Linked DNA regions of Sus scrofa: regions 1, 2, 3 and 5 are each linked to region 4. A link is a contact called in public Hi-C, HiChIP or PLAC-seq and promoter capture Hi-C data. All regions are on one chromosome and are shown on one strand. The core of a region is the stretch at or near the end of the contact, and the rest is flanking DNA. Distances in the headings are between cores, read along the strand shown. Region 1 has its middle 49 kb from the start of DCTN6. Region 2 overlaps RBPMS (RNA-binding protein with multiple splicing). Region 3 overlaps RBPMS (RNA-binding protein with multiple splicing). Region 4 holds the start of RBPMS (RNA-binding protein with multiple splicing). Region 5 has its middle 69 kb from the start of DCTN6.

The links. Promoter capture Hi-C pulls out the DNA fragments that hold promoters and counts their contacts. Hi-C and Micro-C count contacts between places; a contact is called where the count stands out from the background. HiChIP or PLAC-seq counts read pairs in DNA pulled down with a chosen protein or histone mark.
Region 1: a contact with region 4 is called in a Hi-C map of fetal liver, with 2.8 times the contacts expected there. The contact joins the enhancer-like site here to the promoter of RBPMS in region 4. A contact is called at or near these places in 1 of 5 promoter capture datasets (liver), 28 of 47 Hi-C or Micro-C datasets (adipose tissue, alveolar macrophages, blood and 17 more) and 1 of 2 datasets of contacts at active chromatin or transcription factors (skeletal muscle).
Region 2: an H3K27ac HiChIP or PLAC-seq map of skeletal muscle shows a contact between it and region 4, with 7 times the contacts expected there. The contact joins the enhancer-like site here to the promoter of RBPMS in region 4. A contact is called at or near these places in 6 of 47 Hi-C or Micro-C datasets (embryonic fibroblasts, liver, omental adipose tissue and 2 more) and 1 of 2 datasets of contacts at active chromatin or transcription factors (skeletal muscle).
Region 3: a promoter capture Hi-C map of liver shows a contact between it and region 4, with 3 times the contacts expected there. The contact joins the enhancer-like site here to the promoter of RBPMS in region 4. A contact is called at or near these places in 1 of 5 promoter capture datasets (liver), 5 of 47 Hi-C or Micro-C datasets (alveolar macrophages, liver, mesenteric adipose tissue and 1 more) and 1 of 2 datasets of contacts at active chromatin or transcription factors (skeletal muscle).
Region 5: a Hi-C map of retroperitoneal adipose tissue shows a contact between it and region 4, with 1.9 times the contacts expected there. The contact joins the enhancer-like site here to the promoter of RBPMS in region 4. A contact is called at or near these places in 1 of 5 promoter capture datasets (liver), 21 of 47 Hi-C or Micro-C datasets (adipose tissue, blood, embryonic fibroblasts and 10 more) and 1 of 2 datasets of contacts at active chromatin or transcription factors (skeletal muscle).

What each region holds. Positions count from the first base shown.
Region 1 is chr15:54,845,891-54,848,590 of Sscrofa11.1, forward strand. No RefSeq gene overlaps it. Among named protein-coding and RNA genes, the nearest start is that of DCTN6, 49 kb to the right of the region's middle. Within about 2 kb of position 1,296, at least 28 of the 83 cell types and tissues checked have an H3K27ac peak or open chromatin away from gene starts, as enhancers often do. A contact at or near this core is called in adipose tissue, epiblast stem cells, fetal liver and 1 more, where this site is marked.
Region 2 is chr15:54,611,338-54,614,104 of Sscrofa11.1, forward strand. The region is part of intron 4 of RBPMS (RNA-binding protein with multiple splicing); the gene reads right to left. Among named protein-coding and RNA genes, the nearest start is that of RBPMS, 110 kb to the right of the region's middle. Within about 2 kb of position 1,359, at least 39 of the 83 cell types and tissues checked have an H3K27ac peak or open chromatin away from gene starts, as enhancers often do. A contact at or near this core is called in embryonic fibroblasts, liver, omental adipose tissue and 2 more, where this site is marked.
Region 3 is chr15:54,628,025-54,630,724 of Sscrofa11.1, forward strand. All of the region lies in intron 4 of RBPMS (RNA-binding protein with multiple splicing), which reads right to left. Among named protein-coding and RNA genes, the nearest start is that of RBPMS, 96 kb to the right of the region's middle. Within about 2 kb of position 1,432, at least 12 of the 83 cell types and tissues checked have an H3K27ac peak or open chromatin away from gene starts, as enhancers often do. A contact at or near this core is called in liver, where this site is marked.
Region 4 is chr15:54,724,079-54,726,778 of Sscrofa11.1, forward strand. It overlaps RBPMS (RNA-binding protein with multiple splicing), which reads right to left and starts at 1,335. Exons shown (of 9, transcript XM_021074872.1): 1 at 730-1,335. The coding sequence starts at 795.
Region 5 is chr15:54,825,336-54,828,066 of Sscrofa11.1, forward strand. No RefSeq gene overlaps it. Among named protein-coding and RNA genes, the nearest start is that of DCTN6, 69 kb to the right of the region's middle. Within about 2 kb of position 1,281, at least 14 of the 83 cell types and tissues checked have an H3K27ac peak or open chromatin away from gene starts, as enhancers often do. A contact at or near this core is called in embryonic fibroblasts and retroperitoneal adipose tissue, where this site is marked.

The DNA of each region.
Region 1 (2,700 bases), core at 46-2,545, 120 kb after region 4:
GAGCTGCTGCAGTGATAACACTGGATTCTTAATTCATTGAGCCACCAGGGAACTCCTAGGAACATTGCTAAGAGAGAGTAAATTCTGAGAGTACTCATCACAAACATAAAAATTTTTTCTTTTTCTTTTCTTTTGTTAAAGGTTCACTAGATTTACTGTGGTAATCACTTCATGATGTATGAAAGTCAGATTATGCTATACACCTTAAACATATAGTGCTGTAGGACAATTATATCTCAATAAAACTGGAGGAAAAAAATAAACTTTTAATTTGAAAATAGGTTTACGGGAGTTCCGATTGTGGCTCAATGGGTTACACACCCAACTAGTATCCATGAGGATGCAGGTTTAATCCCTGGCCTCACTCAGTGGGTTAAGGATCTAGCGTTGCCATGAGCTGTGGTATAGTCACAGGTGTGCTCACATCTGGCATTGCTCTGGCTGTGGTGTGGGCTGGTGGCCACAGCTCCAATTCTCCCCTTAGCCTAGGAACCTCCAAATGCCGCAGGTAGGGCCCTAAAAAGAAGAAGAAGAAAAAAAATGAAATGAAAATAGGTTTACATTTACAGGAAAGTTGTAAAGATAAGACAAAGAATTCCCATATATATGGTACCCAGTTCTCTATACTGTTAACATCTTATATCTGTCACCACTAATGACCATTATTATCAACTAGTGTCCATTCGTTAATGGGATTTTTAAAGTTTTTAATCTAATGTCCTTTTTCTGTTCCAGGGTCCCATCCAGGACACCAAATGACATTTAGTGATCATGTCTCCCTAGGCTCCTCTGGACCACAACATTTTCTTAGGCTTTCCTTGTTTTTGATGATCTTGACAGTTTTGAGGAGTTCCTGTTGGATATTTTGGAGAATGTCCCACTATTTATTTGGATTTGTCTGATGTTTTTCCTCAAGATTAGACTTGGGTTATGAATCTTGTGGAAAAAGACTACAAAAGCTACGTGCCCTTCTCATCACATCATATAAGGAGATATATTAATTTTTTTAACGAAACATACAATAAAGTATATTTTAAATAAGGGTTGGGCTAGAAAAATAGCATTTGAGCATGGATGATGAGTAATGATGATTAATATCTTTCTTTACAGTCTTTTATAAAAAGCATAGAATACGTTTTACAACTGGAAAAGGAATTCACAAAGAGAATCCAGAAACGGCAGCAAGGCACTAGGCTGTGGGGACAGAGGGGGGGGAGGAGCCAGGCCTTGGTCTGGTGCGGGAACAGTGTCAGTGTGATGCGGAACACGCCAGGCCTGGCCTCTGGGAGCAGTCAAAAGATTACTAATGGCAGGACAGAAAGTAACAGCAACAAAGGGAGAGGGAGGGTCAGGCTGGGAAGACAGCGCTAATGAGAACACTGAGAAGCATTCCAGGCGAAAGGGTCACCCAAAAATGTAAGCAAGCCTGGAGCTAAGATTAGTTATAGCCAAATAAGTCTCGCAGGATCCAGGGGGTGCAGGCAGCTGGGTGAAAACTTGGGCACCTCCGTGTCTCCGAATCCGGCAACGCGATGCTTTATGTAAATACTGACTTTTTAGGGAAGACAGCGAGGAGCCTCTTTCTTTTTCCACTGCAGGGATTAAGGAAAGTTTATTGATTTTTAAACAGGCTGTTTCTAATCTGGCCTTATTTTAGATCTAATAAGCCTGTTATCATTATTTTGTAACGGGGTACAGAGAAGGGAATGCCATGTCAATCGGTGGCTAAAGTATTTTTAATTGCTTTGGAAGATGGTACATTAAAACTAAGACTGGAGGTCACAAGCGAGTCCCAGGGCACAGGTCCCACAAGCTTATTGTACTAGAAACTGTGTTGTCCCAGCTTACAGTGCAGCGTTAAGATGACTGGGCAGGTGGGCCAGCATCCACACACTGGGGCAAATGACCATTACTTCCAGAGAAGGCAATCTTGCAGGTCTGGCAAACTTCTACTCCTTTCAAGACCCAAATCAAGTGTGTGACATCTAAAATTCAGGCATCACAGTGGCTTTGTCTTGTGCTTGCACTGCAGAATAGGCAGCATTGCTAAGGTTTCATCTTTTCAATGGGCATAAAAATCACCTCCCTTCCTACCTCACAGGTTTTTCTAAGGAACAAGTGAGGCCAGTTTTTATTAACGTGTTTTGGAGTCTGTAAAGTGCCATTCACAAGCTGGGTGATGTTGGAGTTTCCACTGTGGTGCAGTGGGATCAGTGGCCTCTTGGGAGTGCTGGGATGCAGGTTCCATTCCCGGCCCCCACAGTGGGTTAAGGATCCGTGTTGCCTCAGCTCGGATTTAAAACTGATCCCTGTCCAGGAAACTCCATATGCCGCGGAGGCGGGCAGGGGGCGAGGGGTGGGGTGGGGGGAGCAGAGGGAATGCATGTTCTGGATGATGTTATTATGAAAACATCTGCAAGTTACCAGTATGTGCCATCTGCTGGCTACTGTGCCTCATTACCAAGACACGTTTGGGAGGAAAAGAGGTCCACCACATGGATGGTTGATAATCTAACTTACGTGAATTCAGCAGGATGTGTGGCTGGCACCCCATATTGCTGACTGTTTCTCTGCATACTGCTCAGAGCTGAGACCACTGACCACGGACGCTCTCCCCCAGTGCAGGTTCCTGAATCAGCGCTCAGGCAGCGAGGAATTAGTTTAAGCACCCCCTATTCCTGTGGGTTTAGGGACCCTGGG
Region 2 (2,767 bases), core at 109-2,608, 110 kb before region 4:
TGCCCATAAGGGGCCCTAAAGCCTGTTTGTTTCTTTCTTTTCTCTTTCTCTTTTTCTTTTTTATCTTGGAGAAAAAGAGCAATTTCCACAAGAAATGAATAAGACTCTCTTACTCTGTAGACCTAGATGAACAACTCAGCTCCAAAGATGGGAGGAAGAGCCTGTGACTTGATGCTAATGGCAAGAGAAGTAAGGGATGGGGGGAGAGGGAGGAGAGGCCCCTCAGTGGGCACGAGAGCCATGGGACCCACAGATGTTCTGATGTGGGTGGAATTTCTTTGTGAACCAGATCTCTCCACTTTCTAAGAACAAACCAATTGAAGGCAGCAAAACAGGTGAGGTTGGACAAGAAGAAGAACCCTCTGTGCAGGCCTAACCAATGACAAAAAACTGAAAAGAGGGTGCCAGCTGTATGACATCTAAGAAGAAATTCTTTCTTTTTTTCCCCTGCTTTTCAGCATGACACCCACAAGATATAGAAGTTCCCAGGCTAGGGGTCAAATTGAAGCTGCAGCTGCTGGCCTACACCACAGCCACAGCAATGCAGGATCCAAGCCATGTCTGTGACCTACACATCAACTCATGGCAACACCGGATCCTTAATCCACTGAGTTAGGCAAGGGTTCAAACCCGAGTCCTCATGGATAATAGCTAGATTCATTTCTGCTGCTCCACAAGAGGCAGTCCAGAAATTCTTTAACTGGTCTGTTTTTTTGTTTTTTGCTTTTTAAACTTTTTTAGAGTCTAGTTGATTCATAATGTTGTGCCAATTTCTGCTGTAGAGCAAAGTGACCAAGTCATCCATACATATACATTCCCTTTGTTATATTATCTTCCATCATGGTCTCTCCCTAGAGCCAGTTTTCTTTTAATTTGGGAAACCTCAGTCTCATCTCGCTGAAAATGTGTATCAGGGGACAAGAGCGAGCAGCCTACTGAGGCAATGTTTGCATCCATCCACTTCCACTAAGAGCCTTTCACTCTATCAAAGCTAATATCACAACACAGTACATATTTCCAAATATGGATCTGAAGAGCTGTCGTCTTTGTTGGGAGACAAGTGAACTCCCCGGGCGTCATTTAAAGGTACCCTGTGGAGGGACATGCCTATTTCTGTCACATCCAACTACACAGCAATGACCTGCGATGGATTTCGGGGTGTCCTCCCTGGCACTTAATGCCATCATCCTTCCTGGGACTTCCCAACCCTGAGCTCACATCAACGTTAGCGCCATGGGTAACGGTGGACCTCTGGAGTTTCTAATCAGAGCAGGAGGCTGCACATCTGAATTCCATGCCTCAGCTCTTTCACTGACTCGCCAGGGTTGACCCAGGCTCCACGCCACGTGCTTGCAGCTTACACAACCTGGCCTCATGACTCAGGTCCTAAAACATGCTTAACTGAGTCGCTCCCACTACCCAGTACCCCTCCTCCCCGTTTGAGCTAAAATAACATCATCATCGTGTTCCAAATCAAAGTTCCAGCTCCTTATTAAAAAAAAAAAAAAAAAGAGTTAAAATGACCTAATTTGTTTGGCAGCTTATTCAGAGGCTGGAGGCTTAGAATACAAGGCACATTCCTCTAACATCTTTAGCAGCAACACCATATTTGGTAATCAATATCCTGCTCAGCTTGGTTTCTATCCAGAGGGATTAGCCAAGCCAAAAACATTTTCAATGTTGAAGGATGATGAAGAGGAGGCAGAGGGGGGCAGGGGTAGGGAAAACATGGAAGTAAAGAGGAAGAAAAGTGAGGAGAAAGATGAAAAAGGGAAAGACAGATAAGGAGGAGACATGAAAAAACAAACCTCCTCCCCCAACTCTTGTGCTTTTAATTAAAGTCTAACAAGATTATTAAACGCTGTCAGGCTAAGATTACTACCGTGTCAGAGGGGGAATCTGTACCTTTCAAAATCAACTTTTTCCTTGCTTGCCTACAAACCCACCAAAACCGTTCTTATGAATGACGAACTGCAACTTTTCCAACTGGAAATGGTTTTATTTCCTTCCTTTAAATGTTTTATTAACTGAAGTGAAGGTGATTTACAATGTCGTGTTAGGTTCAGGTGGACAGCAGGTTACTTCCTTGGTGTCCAGAAAGGAGTTTCTGGTTGTTGGTTTGAGAACAGTAAGTTATTCAGAAGCAGACCAATCTGACTGGCTATAGGAATAGATGGCCTCAAACTCTGTGACCAAACCAACAGAAGTTCACTGTGATCTGCAAAGGCCAACCTCCCTACCTAGGGTGAATACTAGGAGACAGAAAGCCTTGAGTCTACTACACTTAAAAAGCACACCAGGGCAGATCCATATATTGATGTGTTTTGGACTGAATGTTCGTGTTTTCCCCAAATCCACACATTGAAGCCCTAACCCCAGACATAATGCTATTTGGAGGTGGGCCCCCTAGGAAGGGATTAGTGCCCCTGAGAGAAGAGGAAGAGGCAGTAGGGATCTCTGTCCTCAGGGCACAAGTCAAGCCCAGGCCACAAGAGAACACAGTCAGAGGGTGGTGGTCTCCAAGCCAGAAAGAAGGTCTGCTGGAAACTTCACCTTGGACTTACTGGCCCCCAGAACCAAGAGAATTAATGTTTAAGACAACTTAGGAGTTCCGGTGTGGCACAGCAGAAACAAATACAACTAGGAACCATGAGGTTGTGGGTTCAATCCCTGGCCTTGCTTAGTGGGTTAAGGATCCAATGTTGCTGTGAGCTGTGGTGTAGGTCACAGATGTGGCTTGGATCTGGCATTGCTGTGGCTGTGGTGT
Region 3 (2,700 bases), core at 182-2,681, 96 kb before region 4:
TTGGGAGTGATGCGCTGTACGCAGGTTTGACCCCTGGCCCAGCACATTGGGTTAGGGATCTGGTATTGCTGCTCCTGTGACTTAGGTCGCAACTGCGGCTCGGATCTGATCCCTGGCCTGGGAATTCCAAATTCCTCGGGTGGCCAAAAATGAAGGGGAAAAAAAATTTGGAGAATTTTTGTTTCTAAACCAGATTTCCATAGAACACAATGTACCTTTCTCTTGCTTTGAAAATTTCAGTGATAGAAAAGCATATATACCCACATCTAGCCTCAAATGTCTCCAGAGGCTTATCCTCGATTTCAAGCCGATATAATTCCTCCTCTGATAATATTTTAGAACAAGCTCAGGTCTGTGAGTGTTGTAATAGAATCAGCTGAGCCACTAGTGAACCTGGGCCTGGAATAAAAGACTTTTTACATTTCCTAGCGACGAGGCCACTTTGCAAAATACAGTTTCTCTTTGGCTTCATTTTGATTCATGTGCAAAAACTGTAGAACTCAAATTCAAACCCTCTCAACTAGGCCAGACTCTCTCAGTGACACAACAGATCTATCCCAACAACAAAATGAAAACTTCATTTCCTAAGTTGTGTCTGACACAACTTAGAATAGATTTACAAGGAGATCCTGCTGAATAGCATTGAGAACTATGTCTAGATACTCATGTTGCAACAGAAGAAAGGGTGGGGGAAAAACTGTAATTGTAATGTATACATGTAAGGATAACCTGACCCCCTTTGCTGTACAGTGGGAAAATTAAAAAAAAAAAAAAAAAAAAAGAATACAGTTTAGAAAAACTGAAAAAAAAAAAAAGTAAACTTCATTTCCACTCCACTCCCCCGCCCAATCCAGAAAGGCTAGAAAAACAAATAGAAGATAATCTTGGTGGCTCCTAGGCCACCCACTGGTAAAGCAAGAAAGGTTCTCCAGAAGCACCATCAGTTACAGTGACAATTACAAAGGAGATGCTTACTCGAAAGTCACAACCAAAGAAAGGCTTAAAATGTGGCAATTGTGTGGGCTTGGACATCTGGCCACATGTGTTCATATCTACCTCCACTACTGATCTTAGGTGTGTTGTTTAACCTTTTTCTGTGCCTCAGTTTCCTTATCTAGGAACTGGGAATAATAACAGTCCATACCTCCTGGGGTAGATTGTAGGAAAAAAAATGAGTTCTTCTTGTCAATGTCTAGATTAACGTCCGACCTATGAGATACTCCTGGGGCCCAGCTGAAGAGCTGTTCCTTCTACTGCGGACTGGTGTTCCAAAGGAAAAGAAACGCCTTTCTGGAAGGGTGCTTCTACCACTTGTAATAGAGAAGGATGAGATGGCACACTTGACTCTGGGATTCCCCTCCCCAACCCCCACCAGCAGCAGGATACCGGAGCTGCCACTTGAGGAGCTGTGCAGGTTTACAGAATTCTTTTATTCTGCCTGGTTTCACTTCCCCCACAGGGAATGGAAGGGTGTCCGGCTTTTCTTGACCATTCCTTTCGCTTCTTACAGTCTGAGTAGCTCTCGGGAGACTGGCTGGTAACCCCAGAGACTGGACCCACTACGGTGGAGACCTGGGTAAAAGTACTCTGGAGATTATCTAGGTCTCCATTTGACTTGACCAGCCACCCCCGCAGTTCATTTCTTGTCCGCTAAAGCAGGCTTTTTGTTAGACGGCCACCCCCTGTGTACACAACCATGCCTAGGAGAATCTGTTTTGTATAGGACGACTATAAAGTCATGGCAGGGCCTTTGAAGAAGCTATAAACTCCATCTTTAACATGTCAACAGAATCAGAGTCCAACAGAGTTTATTTTCCACCAGGTTGAGAGGGCATGATTGTTTGAACTTCTGCCACTAGGTTCTCCAACTATCTTGAAAAGGATGATTGAGAGACCCAGACCCCGACAACGTCAGGGAGGGGACGTCTCCACTTCAAGCGCAGTCAGTGACCCGTTAGAGCAATATTTTAGAGTGACACGTCGAAACAGATAATATGAACACGGAAAGAAACATAGGCCAAAGTGCAGACGGCATTCTTTCATCCAGGAATCCCGACGTTAACATTTTTACTCTGAAGGAAAACAGGGAGGTCAAGGGCTCTGGCTGAACAAAGGCATCTCTCGGAATCCTTAACACACAAATGCCAAGCGTAGCTTCTGCTGCCAGCTGCCCCTTTTATTCTACAGTCCTCCGCCTCCCCCCTCCTCTCTCCTTGCAGGGACAGTGACTATAACCATAAGCATCCCCTCCGTCCCCTGGGGAAAGGTAATGGCAGAATGACAGCCTTTTATTCCTGCTAGCTGCTGAATGAAGGCATGCGAACGGCACTCACAGGGAAAGCTTAAAAGAAAGCAGATCAGGAGGCAAGGGTTTTCATTTATTGGTTTTTTTTTTTTTTTTCTTTTTTCTTTTTAGGGCTGAACCTGCGGCATGTGGAGGTTCCCAGGCTAGAGGTCAAATTGGAACTACAGCTGGCGCCCTACACCACAGCAACACCAGATCCGAGCCGCACCCGTGACCTACACCACAGCTCACAGCAATGCCGGATCTTAACCCACTGAGTGAGGCTAGGGATGGAACCCCAACCTCATGGTTCCTAGTCAGATTCGTTTCTGCTGTGCCACGACAGGAACTCCTTTCTTTTTCTTTCTTTTATTTATGTTTTTGACTCTCAGAAGATTTTTTTTTTTTTTTTCTTT
Region 4 (2,700 bases), core at 85-2,584:
ACCCACCACAAAATTTACGCTCAGACGTTCAAGTTCCATTAAAATAGCCTGGATGATCACTTAATGAATTGCAAAGTTTGAAACTCTCGTCTTCTGTTCCCCACAACCGCAACGCCCCTAAATTTACAAAACCTAATTACTCAGGTTGGGGTCTTAGACTCATCAGAGAAGAATGCGGCTGATGAGTTATCTATTAATCCAAAATGCCTCAGCTGGAAAGATATTTCACTAAGAAACTTTTCACGTTGAAAGGGAGGGGGCAGGGAACCGAAGGAGTCTTTTAAGGAGAACTTTCCCCGAGTTTCTTCCTTAAACCACACAAACACACCCCACAACTTCCAGCCCCAGACGCAGAACTAAGTGCTGACCCTCCCGGTCTCAATAATCTGAGGTCACCCAGGAGTCAGCTCTCGATTCCGCTTTTAAAATCCGGTGCAAACAAAGCTGGGCATTATACTTACAAAAGGTCTCAGGAAAGTCCTCAAAGTTACGCAATTGTAGGCACACAGACGCGCGTGGACCCACAAAAACACACTCGGTGAGGATACACTCTCCCCGGGCCACAGCCTGGGGCTGCTTCAAGGAGCCAGGACGATTCCCAAACCCTCGACCGCGGCGCCCCCTCCCCGGCGCAGCCCGGCGCCCGGGGACCCGCGCCCCGCCAGCCGCCGGCACTTTGGAAAAGACCCGCGGCTGCCGTCCCAGCCCGTACCCACCACCTCACCGTACCTCTTCCTCCTGAAGGTTGGCCTCGTTCGGGGTGTTCTCCTTCTCGGCTTTGCCGCCGTTGTTCATCTTCCCGGTCCTCCCTCGCCGGGCAGGGTTGGGGCGCGGGGCTGGGCGAGGGCGAGCTCGCCCACTTTTCCCTTCCCCGGGCGCCGCGGGCAGCGGGGGCTGGAGCCGGGGCTGTGGCGGCTTGGCTGGGGCTCCGGCTCGGGGTCCCGCGGCGAGACTGCGGCGGCGGGCGACTCAGGAAGTGCGAGGGAGAGGACGGGGCAGGGCTAGGCGCCGGCGGACAGAGAAGGGGACGGAGACAATCGGGACCCAGGAGGGAGACCTGGAGAGGGCGGGCGGGCGTGAGGGAAGGAAGGAAGAAAGGATGGGGCGAGGACGCGCGTCCCAGGAGTGAGCCCAGAGTTGGGGATGTGGCTGAGTAGAGGCTCGGGGGCAGCCGCCGCCCGAGGTAGCAGCTGCTGGAAGGAGGGGGCGAGGGGTACCCGGAGAGGAGCAGGAGGAGGAGGTGCGGGGTAGCGGGGCGCGGCTGGGACCCGGAGAGCCGCTGAGTGCGCGCTCCTGGCTGGCTCTGGAAAGTACGGGCTCCAAGCAGCTCCCCTTCTCTCGCCTGCCTTCCTCCTCCCCTCTCTCCTCCCTCCCCTCCTCCTCCTCCCTCCGCCCTCCCTGGATGTGGGCTGCAGGCTAGAGCCCGGAGGGACGGGACGCGGGACGGCAAAGCCCCCCGCAGGAGGAGGGGCTGCGCGGAGGGCTGCTGCCAGGCGGCCGGATGGCGCGCGCCGGGCGGAAGCGACCGACCCGAGCCCCCGACTCCGCGGTAGGTCGCTGGGCGAGGGCCGAAGAGGGGAGAGGAGAAAGGTTAGGTCCCCCGTTTGCCCTGCCCCTGGGGGCCCCGGTGGCCCAGCCGGGCGCTGCACTCCCTTGAAGAGGGGCTTCGGGGAGCCCGGCCCTGCCCGCGCGGGGACCGGGGAGTGTGAGTTGTCACTTTTGCTCCTTTACTCTTCACGAGGCATTCGCACCCCTACCCCGCCTTTTCAATACCAGCTTAGACCTGGTTCTACCTCTCCTAGTCGGCAGCTTGAAATGACAGGATGCGAGAAATCGAGTGACATCCGGGGGCAGCCCACTCCAGGCCAGCGTTTTCAGGGCACAGCCTCAGACCCACGTCCGACGCCGGGTCCTCAAAAACCTTTCCAGCCTCCCCGCACCGGCTGGCCCCTGTTCAGACTCCTCTAGAGCCCTTATCTGACTATCCTGGAATTATTTGTTTACCTGGCTGCCTCTCTTACTCTCCTGAAGAGATCCTTCTTGGAAGGCAAGACCCAGCCCTCTTTACCTTTCAAATCCCACGGGTTTGGTTTGGGTTGTTGGGTTTTTTTAATAGGCTACGTGGTGTATAGTACGCACTCAATAAATATTTGTTGGCCGAGGGAAATGTTCCTCACTGCTAGACAAGCTGGAGGACAAGACAAGATATTCAGAGGGTCAGAGCAGCTTAGAGACGAAGGGAGACCCGGCATCTAGGTCAGTGCACAACGCTTGTTTACGCACCAGGCTTGGAAGGAAGAACTGCCTTGGTTTCCGTTTCCTTCTCTGTGAACTAGGAGTTCTATTTATCGCCCAGGAGTTTGCTATTAGAGGAGATTATCGGTTGATAGATAAAACTATAGCACCTGGCACCCATTCTGACCCAGTTAAGTTTACAATACATGGAAACTGGCTTTATGAAGGAAATTTCCATTTTTCCTGAGCCATCCAGAACTTTTCCAATATGGTGTCATTTATGCTTTCCACTCAAGTGACTGCTACAAACACCTAAGTTTAAACCTCCAAACTTCGGTAGGCTCTCTCTCACTTCTCACTCCTAGGAATTCTCTCCCCGCACCGCACCAATCACAATTTCTAATCAGCTTGCTTGCTTCACTGTTTGTCTTGACCCCGCCCCTCCCCCACCCCACATTCTTTACC
Region 5 (2,731 bases), core at 31-2,530, 100 kb after region 4:
TAATGATGGCCACTCTGACTGGGGTGGGGTCGTACATCATTGTAGTTTTGATTTGCATTTCTCTAATAATCAGTGATATTGATCCTTTTTTCATATGCCTATTGCCCATCTGTATGTCCTCTTTTGAGAAATGTCTGCTTAGGTCTTCTGCCCATTTTTCAATTGGGTTGTTTGTTTTTTTGTTGTTTGGATGGCAGATTTGAAGCCCGGGCATCTAGTCCTGGTGTTGCCTCCAGGGTGCCCTTCATGAAGTCCTGGTTTGCTCTTGCCTTATCTCGGGCTGGTGCTACCTGCCTCACTTACTCAGTTGAGTTGAAGCCTCTGGAGGCCCCATCTCAACTGTGCTGTATGTCAGCGCTCAGTATGAAGAGCTACGGCTCTGCTCCCATGGGCCTCTGGACTCTCAAGGGAAAGTCTACCAAATAGACATTTCTTGACGTCAAGGCAGATCCAGAACTAACCTGAAATCTGTGCCAGCCTCCTGGAATTCTATCCCAGCCTCCCAGAATTTGCTACTATTCAGCCCCCCGCCTTTAGCAGCTGCTTGTCTACCTGTCCAGAGTCTCCCAGGGAGAAAATCCTCATGGGCTGCAGACACTTCTAGGAGAAGTTCAGGAAAATTTGGAACTAGGAGTGGCTCCTGCCACCACAGCTGGACCAGGTGATCAGGAGACAGTGGGCAGTTCTCACTGGCTTTAACTAAGATGACTGGGGAAACTAAGGAAGCAGCACCATACATTTGTGAATGCACATGCTCAGCATGAACTTGAGAAATGCCTCCAAACACAGTTCCCATATCTTTGTATAGCATATGGACGTTAAGTTACTCCTTTAAATCCTAGGGTCCTTTTCAGAAGTAGTTGATGTGAACCTGCATTTCCTGTCTGTTGTAGGTTTGTTTTTCTTTTTGCAGAAAACTCTATCAACACCACTTAAATATAACCATGTGAAAATGGCTGGGGTGCTACATTCAGTGAGTGGATTTCCCCCCAATTTTTCAGTTTTTTTTTAAATTTAATTTTCGCTTAACTCCTGTCCTTACTGAGCCTGGTATCTTATCACCAGAGTCCAAACCCTTTATGGTTCAGTATCTCTAGTGAGGAAGTCTCCCAACTCTTCCATTTTTAAGCAAATTTTCTTTCTTTTTTAGGGGGAGGGATCTTTTTAGGGCTGCACTGGAACATATGGAAATTCCCAGGCTAGGGGCTGAATCAGAACTGTAGCTGCCAGCCTACACCTTAGCCACAGCCACGCCAAATCCAAGCCTGTCTGTGACCTACACTGCAGCTCACGGCAATACCAGATCCTTAACCCACTGAGCGGGGCCAGGGATGGAACCCACATCCCCATGGATACTAGCTGGGTTTGTTATCAATGAGCCATGACAGGAACTCCCTTAAGCAAATTTTCTTGGGATGATTTACTCCCAATTAGAGAAGAACATTTACATTGTTGAAATCAATGCTCCCTTTCAAGGAGTAAAACAAGCAAGAGGAGAGAAGCTGTGCTATGGAGTAGGACCCCTCCCTGTGGACTTTCAAAACTGTTGATAAAAGGCTATGGGAAAAAGAATCAACAAAACAAAATGAAACGAACATGCAGAATAGGCTGAAGTGAATGAGAAATTCCCTAAATGAAAAATTTGAGAAAGATATTCAAAAGCACAAATCTATTTTAAGATTAGATTTTAAGTTCTTGAATTTTGGCCTATTTGTTTAATCAAAAACATCTGTTTCTATGAACTCCTGATTGTTCCTCAGATAATACACAATTCATTGTTCATCTCCTTAATGCTTCACTCCCTCATTATTCATGGCTTCTCCTTGGAGTCCCTGGAAAAGTATGAAGGATTCCATTTTGGCCTCCCTGACCTCTGCTTGCCCATTCATTCATTCATTCAACAAACATTTGTTGAGAGTCTGCTGTACATCAGACAACATACAAGGCAGTGTGGACCCAGACCAGGAAGAATTCATAATAAATAGTGAGCAACAAATAGTATACAGGAAAGAGCTATGGCAGAGAGTTACGTATGAAATATTAAGTGACCACAGCTGAGGAACCATAAAACTTTCATTGAGAGCATAAGATGGTTTGGCCATCGAGGTCACAATCAGACTATTTTAATATTTCCTCCACCCATATTATCTGACTCGTTCATCTTCTCCATTACATGCAAACAAAAATAAAGCTCACTCTGCTTCCCACCAAAAAAAAACCTATGGATTGGGCTTTTCTCATCACCTGCATTGTTTCTTGTATCCTAGGTGCTCCCAGGAGGAGCCTGTGGTAGAGTGGAAGGTCACAGACTTTAGAACCAAAAATTTGAATTTCCCACCACTTAATTGCTATGGACCTTAGGCAAGTGTAAGTTACTTGACCTCTCTGGGCCTTAGGTTCCTCATTTGCAAAAAGAAATGGCAGGAAAAACTCAGTGGCGGGCTTCTGTCAGGATGGCAACACCGTATATAAAATTACAGACTGTTACACTGACGGCTCCCAGTGATTCAGGCCCACTGGTATTCATGGCATTTATGCCCTTGGGTAGTCTCCTCCCTCACTGACTCTGGGCTTATGATTTGCTTGGCTAATGGGACCTAACTATGACACAGCAGAGGCTGGATAAGTGTTTGTACACAGGGGCATTCTTAGGCTCTCAGAATCCAGGTGTCATGTAAAAAGAGAGGTCCCAATTTCCCAGCTAACTTCCCATCATCTCAGACCTTCCAGC